Linked DNA regions of Sus scrofa: all the other regions are linked to region 1. A link is a contact called in public Hi-C data. All regions are on one chromosome and are shown on one strand. The core of a region is the stretch at or near the end of the contact, and the rest is flanking DNA. Distances in the headings are between cores, read along the strand shown. Region 1 overlaps KYNU (kynureninase). Region 2 has its middle 180 kb from the start of KYNU. Region 3 has its middle 210 kb from the start of KYNU.

Evidence for each region. A called contact is a pair of places that touch in the nucleus more often than the background predicts.
Region 2: a contact with region 1 is called in a Hi-C map of liver, with 2.3 times the contacts expected there. The contact joins two enhancer-like sites. A contact is called at or near these places in 1 of 5 promoter capture datasets (liver) and 3 of 47 Hi-C or Micro-C datasets (liver and skeletal muscle).
Region 3: a contact with region 1 is called in a Hi-C map of liver, with 2.4 times the contacts expected there. The contact joins two enhancer-like sites. A contact is called at or near these places in 1 of 5 promoter capture datasets (liver) and 3 of 47 Hi-C or Micro-C datasets (liver and skeletal muscle).

Annotation. Positions count from the first base shown.
Region 1 is chr15:8,897,201-8,899,900 of Sscrofa11.1, reverse strand. All of the region lies in intron 8 of KYNU (kynureninase), which reads left to right. Among named protein-coding and RNA genes, the nearest start is that of KYNU, 84 kb to the left of the region's middle. Within about 2 kb of position 1,295, at least 2 of the 83 cell types and tissues checked have an H3K27ac peak or open chromatin away from gene starts, as enhancers often do. A contact at or near this core is called in liver, where this site is marked.
Region 2 is chr15:9,161,008-9,163,750 of Sscrofa11.1, reverse strand. No RefSeq gene overlaps it. Among named protein-coding and RNA genes, the nearest start is that of KYNU, 180 kb to the right of the region's middle. Within about 2 kb of position 1,315, at least 9 of the 83 cell types and tissues checked have an H3K27ac peak or open chromatin away from gene starts, as enhancers often do. A contact at or near this core is called in liver, where this site is marked.
Region 3 is chr15:9,188,565-9,191,349 of Sscrofa11.1, reverse strand. No RefSeq gene overlaps it. Among named protein-coding and RNA genes, the nearest start is that of KYNU, 210 kb to the right of the region's middle. Within about 2 kb of position 1,514, at least 10 of the 83 cell types and tissues checked have an H3K27ac peak or open chromatin away from gene starts, as enhancers often do. A contact at or near this core is called in liver, where this site is marked.

The DNA.
Region 1 (2,700 bases), core at 46-2,545:
TTGCTGGGTCACCATGCTGTACCGTAGAAAAAAAATGTATTGGGGAAATAATTTTTTAAAAAGCCATTGTGTTATAATGTGAATATATAAAGTTATCAGGACTGCAGTGCTACAAGGGAAAAAATTAAGCTGTAATATTCCATGTTTCATTTTAATTAACAAAAGATGAACTAAATTTGAGAGATAGTGAGCTAGCGCTTCACCTGAAAAGCTCAGCACAGCCCTATGTATACTATTATTCCACTGGTTAGAAACATTTTCAGTATTGTGCTAGGGCATATGGCAAAGACAAAAACACAGGGCATTCCTTGTTTTATTGAAAGGGATTTTAAATATATTTTAAACTATTATTGACTGTTCAAGGAACATCATTTCAAAAGATGCCAAGTCTGAATAAACTGTTTATGCAATAATGCAACAGAAATAAAGGATCTCAAATAATACTCTTTCACCATTTAACTTCAGTTTACAGAGTATTTATTGACAATTGCATGACTTCATTATTTGTTCATTCATTCATTTATTCAACATTGAGTTCATATTATGTAATAGTAGAGGACAGTAAACTGAAACATTGCTACAGGAAATTTATGCAACCAGGGCTATAAGGTGAGAAAGAAAACAGAGAGTTTGGAATCTTCCCAAGGAAGTAATCTTGTGATCAAAATATGAGCTACCAGGCAAATGAGGTTTATGTAAATAGAGGAGTTGGGTGTAGGGCACCTGAGACAGGAAAGCCATAAAGAACTAGATCATAAAGGTGTGTAAAAGTCATGCCTAGGAAAATTAGTTACATTCTGAAGTTAATGGAAGGATCTTTGAAGGGGCACAGTTTATAATCAAATGTACGATTTAGAAAGTTCATTGGAAGAAGGTAGGCTAGAAGTAGTCAGAAAGGTTGGAAAACTGCTGCCATAGTTTGGGGATTGAGTATAAGAGGTGGGTGACAAGGTGCTATGCTTGTATGTAGTTTTATCAATAAAAGCGTTCAAAACTGTGGTTAATTTTAATAAAAATCTGTTCAAAAATATTTTACTTCTATTTTTTAAATTGCATAAAGTGTGCACTCAAGCATGCAGTTTATGTTTTCACATACTCATACTGTTTTACCTATTTTTATTGGTAAAATAATGAAAAAACTGATGGCTATACAGAGGTTTTGGAGAACTAATAGTTTTGGGTTTTTTTAAATGATTTTTGTTTTTTCCATTATAGTGAGTTTACAATGTCCTGTCAATTTCTACTGTACAGCAAAGTGACACAGATACACACACACACACAATTGTTTTGTTTTTAAGATGCTGCCATCTAGTGAAACTTTTATAAAATCACTTTGTGATCTCATTCAAGTTTGTATCTTAAGGTCATTTTCTCAAAACAGTTACATTTTAATAATTTATGTTCTCTGCCATCCATGCGGAAAAAATTGTACCTCCATTAAAACGTATTGTTTGAGCCGCAGGTGATTTTTTCATATGGTGCCACAGATGTGACCACAGGGCTTTTAATAACAGGATGAAGTAAGTGAAGTTTCATGGTTTCTTCATTGTGCCATTCTTTATAAATAACTGATGATAAAATAAAAGTGTGGCCTTTTTAGTCCTTGAGTTTTCTAAGAAAAGTTAAGTTGTAAAAACCTGCCTATAAAAAGTTAACTTGTAAATATCTCGTGGTTAAAAAAATCACTTTAAATAGAAGTGTTGGTGAGAAAAAACAGAATTTTAAGTTCAGAACCATTTTCCCCAAAACTTAGTTTCAGTATTAAAAGTGCATCTTAAAATTCAATTTGTGTGTGTATCTGTATATATTTACTGAACCTAAATATTAGTTTGCATACCTAGGTTTTAATAACCTCTAAATCTTGATAGAGATTAATTGTATTTTCCTTCCAGTTGCTCCAAAAACTTACATAGCATAAAGGATCTATCATAATTTTTACAAAATGTGTTGCTCATTTTTTGTGTTTGAGAAACAAAACACCTGTAAGCACCTTTTATTTTATCAAATTCTAATTGTGACCACATTAAAATGAGTAAGGTTTCTAATTAACCGAGTCTCCAATATATTGTTTCTGCTATGGTAATCAATGCTATAGGTTAGAGGTCAGACAGTGTTTTTCGTAATGGGAAAATTAGTAAATACTTTAGACTTTTTCATTTATGTGATCTCTGTTGCAATGATTCACTTGTGCTTGCCAAAGCAGCCACAGACACTATTTAAACAAATAAGACTGGATGAAACTGGTTGTGATCAAGTATAACTTCAATCATTAAAAACAGGTCATAGTTCACACCCTCTATTCTCAGGAAAATACCTGTAATAGCTGTTGGGATTATTTATTCTTAAGAGGTGTTAGAGCAATATAAAATTGGTCCCTCTGAAATCATTTACCTCAAAAACCTCAATCTATAGATGTATTTCTTCAAAGTTGCAGGATGTCTTCAGTTTTTAGAATGTGATTATGTATGCTCTTAATAAGCTAACAACAGAATTCAGAAGACATGTGCAAAGTGAACTATCATTTAATGATCATTTTTTTAAAAATTCATGTTCATGTATAGTTATCTTAACACATCTTATAGAGAAAGAATCCCTATCGTCTCTAGCTTAATGTTTTCACATTTTGATATGCAGAAAGATATATGGGCTTGATGGTAAGCCATTAAATTAGAAAATTACCACGAGTAAAATTTGGATAGT
Region 2 (2,743 bases), core at 66-2,565, 260 kb before region 1:
ATTAAATCATTTTATATTGCCCTTATCCAGCTTAAAACTCTTCAGCGACTACTTATTGTCCAGAGAAATATGGTCTGTTTGTCTATTAAGTGTAGAAGATATGGCATGATTTGGCTCTTGAATTCCTCCCTAATTTCACTTCTTACCAAACATTCCTTGTATTGCCATGTATAACTGCGTGCATTTCTCAAAATTCACTATATTTTCAAAGGTGTCATTTTTTATCATGTCTACTTGGACTGTATCACTTCTAATATTGCCATTAATGTGTGTGAAATATACATGTTTATATGTATGTATATGAAATAGACACAAACATATATATATAATAATTGTAGCAGGTTAGTGTCTCCCCAAAATTTATGCCCCCTGGAACCTTAGAATGTGATTATATTTAGAAACAGGGTCTTTGCAAATGTGATTAATTAAAAATGAGGTCATACTTCACTAGGATGGACCGTAAATCCAATGTGTAGTGCCCTTATAATAGGACAGAAGATGGACAGACGCAGTGGGAAGAAATACATGTTAAGATGAGTACAAATTTCTTACGAGCCAGACATTCCAGATTTTCTTCCTAACAGCCCAAATTCCTAAATCCAATGTCTAATCATCTCATATGTAATGCCTAGGGTACAGATTCCTTATATTTCTCTGTGTAAATCATAAAGCAATTCCATCCTGGGTGTTCCCACATGGAATGTATTTTAAAAATGTATTTTAAAATGATCTGTAATTCTCTGAGATAACCTACTTTTCAAATTCACCTTTCTTTCCAGGGTATTTTATTCTTTTTCCTCCCTCCTCAAATAACCTTGCAGTCAAAACAACTGTATTAAATTTTAACCATTAACACTGTGCTATTCTACATGTTAAAGGCTACATGTTAAATTTTAACCATAAACACTGTGCTATTCTACATGTAACTTAGTGGGGCCCTGTGGGGCTCCTGGGAACAAAAAGACTTGCAGTGTTCCCTATTTCTTATTTTCAGGAAATGCACCTCATTCAGTCTCCATGACCTTCTCTGAGTTCCAAGGGGCAGGTTCAGACAGTCACTGATCAGGAAAGGAAGGGGATACAAAGACAAGGTAGGAATAGTCAAGAAACAATAAATAGTACAGCCTTGGAACAGGATCTTGGTTCTCTCTCAAGTGATGCAAACACATAATAATGTAGACATCTTAAACACCTAAAAATTATATTCCTTATGCTTCTTTTAGAAATGAATATTTTAACCTTGAACAGCTTAGGGTCCTTCCTTGTGCTTCTCCCTGGCTTAATTACACCCTAAACATAATTACCCATAAGTTAAAGATTAGGCAGCTGAGCACAGTTGCCTGTGGGTTAAAGATTATTAGCACATGATGTTTTTCAGGAACTTTCCTAGTTTGTTCTAATCTCCAGTCAATACACCTTTTTCACAAATACTGTTATTCTAGGCAATAACCCAAAAGATCACCATCGTGATCATGCCAAGATCTCCCAGTGCCAGCTTTGATGACGAAAGCTCCCCCAAAGAAAGAAGAATGCATGTTTGCCCCAATCTGTGTTCCTATCTGAGAGCCTATTTTTCTCCCCTTTACCATAAAACTCCCTGTAATTCTTTCCAATGGAGGCTACAGTTTTTAAGGCATTAGCCTTCTGTGGCCTCCTTTGCCTGGCAAAGCAATAAAAGCTATTTTTTCTCCCTCACCCAAAACTCTGTCTTCTATTCAGCACCGGTGGATAGAGGCCGAGTTCTGACAACAAAGGTAGCCAATGAAAGAAGCAGAAAATAACAAAAGAGGAAGAAAAAGGGGACATGATTGAAAACTGGAGATTTTGATGAAATCATTGCTAAAAAGTTGCAATTTTGAAGACTACCCTCTTAATTATCAACATGGTAGGACGAATAACAAATAACAAGAATGGAAGTATTGAGGAAGCAAGTAAGCTCAGAGAAAGGCTCACTAATGGCTGCAGCAGACTTCAACTTTGCTAATGGCAATTTTGATATTTGGACCAATCCTCCACCACTTTAGAAATTCTAAAAGGTAATACAAAATATAAAGATGATCAAACACTAAATAGCTAATAAGGTAGTAGGGAATTAGACATCTTGAAACTCAAAAGAGAGGCAAAAATCACAGAAGTTAGCCCAACATTTAGGGCTGATAATAGCTAATTTTCTAGTTGATAAGAAAGTGTAGAGGTTGGTCTTTATCATTATTAATCCAAATACTGGAGCTGTCACCTCTTAAGAGACTTTGCTTCCAATAAATACTCAGGCTATGGAAAAAATGATGCTGACCAGAAGTCTTTCCTATGAACTTGGACGTGGTAAAAATGTAGCTTTAACTCTGAAAATAGTATATGACCCCCATTATTAATATTTTTTAATAGATATCTTCACAATACAATTTCTTTCTACAGTACAGCATGGTGACCTAGTTACATATACATGTACACATTCTATTTTCACACATTATCATGCTCCATCATAACTGACTAGACATAGTTCCCAGTGCTACACAGCAGGATCTCATTGTTAATTCATTCCAAAGGCAATAGTTTGTATCCATTAACCCCAAGCTCCCAATCCACCCCACTCCCTCCTCCTCCCCCTTGGCAACCACAAGTCTATTCTCCAAGTCCATGATTTTCTTTTGTGTGAAAGGTTCATTTGTGCCATATATTAGATCCAGATATAAGTGTTATCAGATGGTATTTGTCTTTCACTTTCTGACTTACTTCACTCAGA
Region 3 (2,785 bases), core at 265-2,764, 290 kb before region 1:
TTAAAGCTTACCAAACAGAATAATCAGATATTTTATAAAATATATATCTTTATATATTGGCCAATATGTGTTTTCAACAGAAGAAGAAAGTTGTAAAAATCCTCGAACAACAATTTTTGTGCACATAAACATAAATGTTAACTTTAGGTTTATTTTAATTCTACTGAAATATTTAAACTAGTTTTTTCATATTGCTTCTTATTTTCTAACCCTCTGATAAATAGACTTTACACAAAAAGTGAGACATTTGTAAGCTGATGAACCATTTATCAGTTCATGAGGTATGAATATGCAGTGAAATTGTCAACTAAAAGATATTAATAACTTGCAATTTTGCAATGATGTATTACATTTCTTAAACCCAGCAGTAACAGAGCTTGAACATTCTGAATTGATTTTATATTATAAAATTTATCAGAATAAAACCAAAATTTCTGGATATTGGAGTGAAAATATCAAACTTATGCATTTCTCCCTCTGTAGTCTTATCCCCATATTTAATTTTGAGAATTATGTCTTGATTCAATTTTATGTTTCTCTCAAATTACATAACATAAAATTATGAGTCTTTCTGAATTTTTAGCTAGCATATGTGAATAATATACAATTATTCTGTTTATAAAAATATAAGAAATCAGAATTGTAGAGTTGTTAACAGCAGACTATACACTCTCCAACCAAATTTTAGAAACTATATTTGAGACAAAACTTTGTTCCTAATTGTAGAGGTTAATTTTTTTTTTTTGTCTTTTTGCCATTTCTTGGCCCGCTCCCGCGGCATATGGAGGTTCCCAGGCTAGGGGTCGAATCAGAGCTGTAGCCACCGGCCTACGCCACAGCCACAGCAATGCGGGGATGTGAGCCGCGTGTGCAAGCTATAGCACAGCTCACGGCAATGCCAGATCCCTAAACCACTGAGCAAGGCGAGGGATCGAACCCGCAACCTCATGGTTTCTAGTCGGATTCGTTAACCACTGAGCCACGACGGGAACTCATGCAGAGGTTAAATTCTTTATTATTGCTTGCCAAATACAGCAACTCCTCTAAATCTGAGAGGATTCATTGTTACTTTACATAGTGGTGAAAGGAAAAACACAAATCTGAGATTAAAGATCAAACTGATATTGACTGTAAGGCACATTCTGATTTTGGAGATATTATAATATATAAATAAATGGGCCTTAGACTGATGAAATAAACTACATCATACATGTTTTCCTTCCTCTTGGCATTATTTCCAGAAGTGAGAGGGGCTTAAAAATTGAGTCCACTGCTACTAGAACATGTATTCTTTCAAAAACTTTTTATTAGAACAAACATCAAACTCAACAATTTAGACTTTTTAGATCAATTCATTTTTTTATTTTGGTTAAAATCAATATTAACTACTAAAATGTTTTGTTAAAAAGAGTTAATGTTTTACCATAATAGTTAAACAACAGTTAGAACCTTGGAGTAAGTCATAGGTCTAAATAAGGAAGATCTTGATTAATGTTTAACAATGTTTCTCCACTGCCTACAGGAGAAAGAACAAACCTTCAGCAAAAACCTAAGGCAGAGTCAAGCTTCTACCTCCTCTTTAACATTTCATCTGGGTTTTCTCTTTTAACCCTCTATCAGCTCTGTACACAGTGTAATAATAGTCAGTGTCCTCAAGCTGATTCCTACTTCTGTGGTTTCATAGATGCTCTTCCCATGGTAGACTCCAGAGAATATTCTTTCTCATCCTTCAATTTCTTCTCAAAGTGGTTTTTCCACTCTGAAGACTTTACTAACCTACTTACTAAAAAAACTTGCAGTTAGTCACCAGTGTTTCTAGCACCTATTTGATAGAATTACAGTGTGTTAGTGAGTGAGTGTGTGTGTGTGTCCCCTTTCTTAAAGGGAAAGATTATCTCTTTCATCACTGTTTCCTCCATTAAAATCATAATTGCAGTGCTGTGCACAAAATTGTCACTCAATAAAATGTTATTGAGTTAATAATGTAGTTAAATGGAATCTACTGAAACATTTCTACTTCAGTCATACAAATTTGGCTAAAATTCTTTCTACAATGATTTTTCATTGTCTTTATTGTAAAAACAAAACATGAGCTTTCCTTTTTTTTTCTATTCGGGAAGGGACATTAGTGATCCTTTTCTAAAGTAAGAGTGAGATTCTTGTTTAGGAATTAACTTTTTGAAAGGAAAATTAAATTTTGTTGTTGTTGTTCTTGAATTTCCTATCTTTAAATAGTATCTATGGTACAGAAAGAACTTGTTTTTAGGAGGATTTTTAAGTGAAATAAGGGGCAGAAAACTCTGTGAAATATCTTGACAAATATTCCTCCTTTAGGACCTAAGTTAGAATAGCTCCCCAAAATTTATCTGAGTGAGTTTATTAGAATTCCGATTTCACTTTCTCTTCCTTTTTTAAAATGGATATGCAGATAACACAGGAAGCCAGGTAGGGCCCTCCATTCAAAACAAATGTTACTATTCACATTTGCTCTAACTACTATTAGATTTGGCTTGATTGCTTTCCAGTGGTGAATACATTTCTTTAACTAACACTCCTGACAAAACATACATCTTCAGCCAATGTAAAAAAGTCACCAACAATTTCTCCATAGCAACTCTCTCTCTCATACTCTATCCCTACCACAAAGAAAATAAGACTTTAAAAGTACTTTTACTTCTTTATATCCCTACAAAGAAAGGAAAATATGGAAGGTACTTTATTTCCTCTTCTACTCAATTCCCATTAAACAGGTTTTACTATGATTTTTTTAGTACTTTTACTTCCT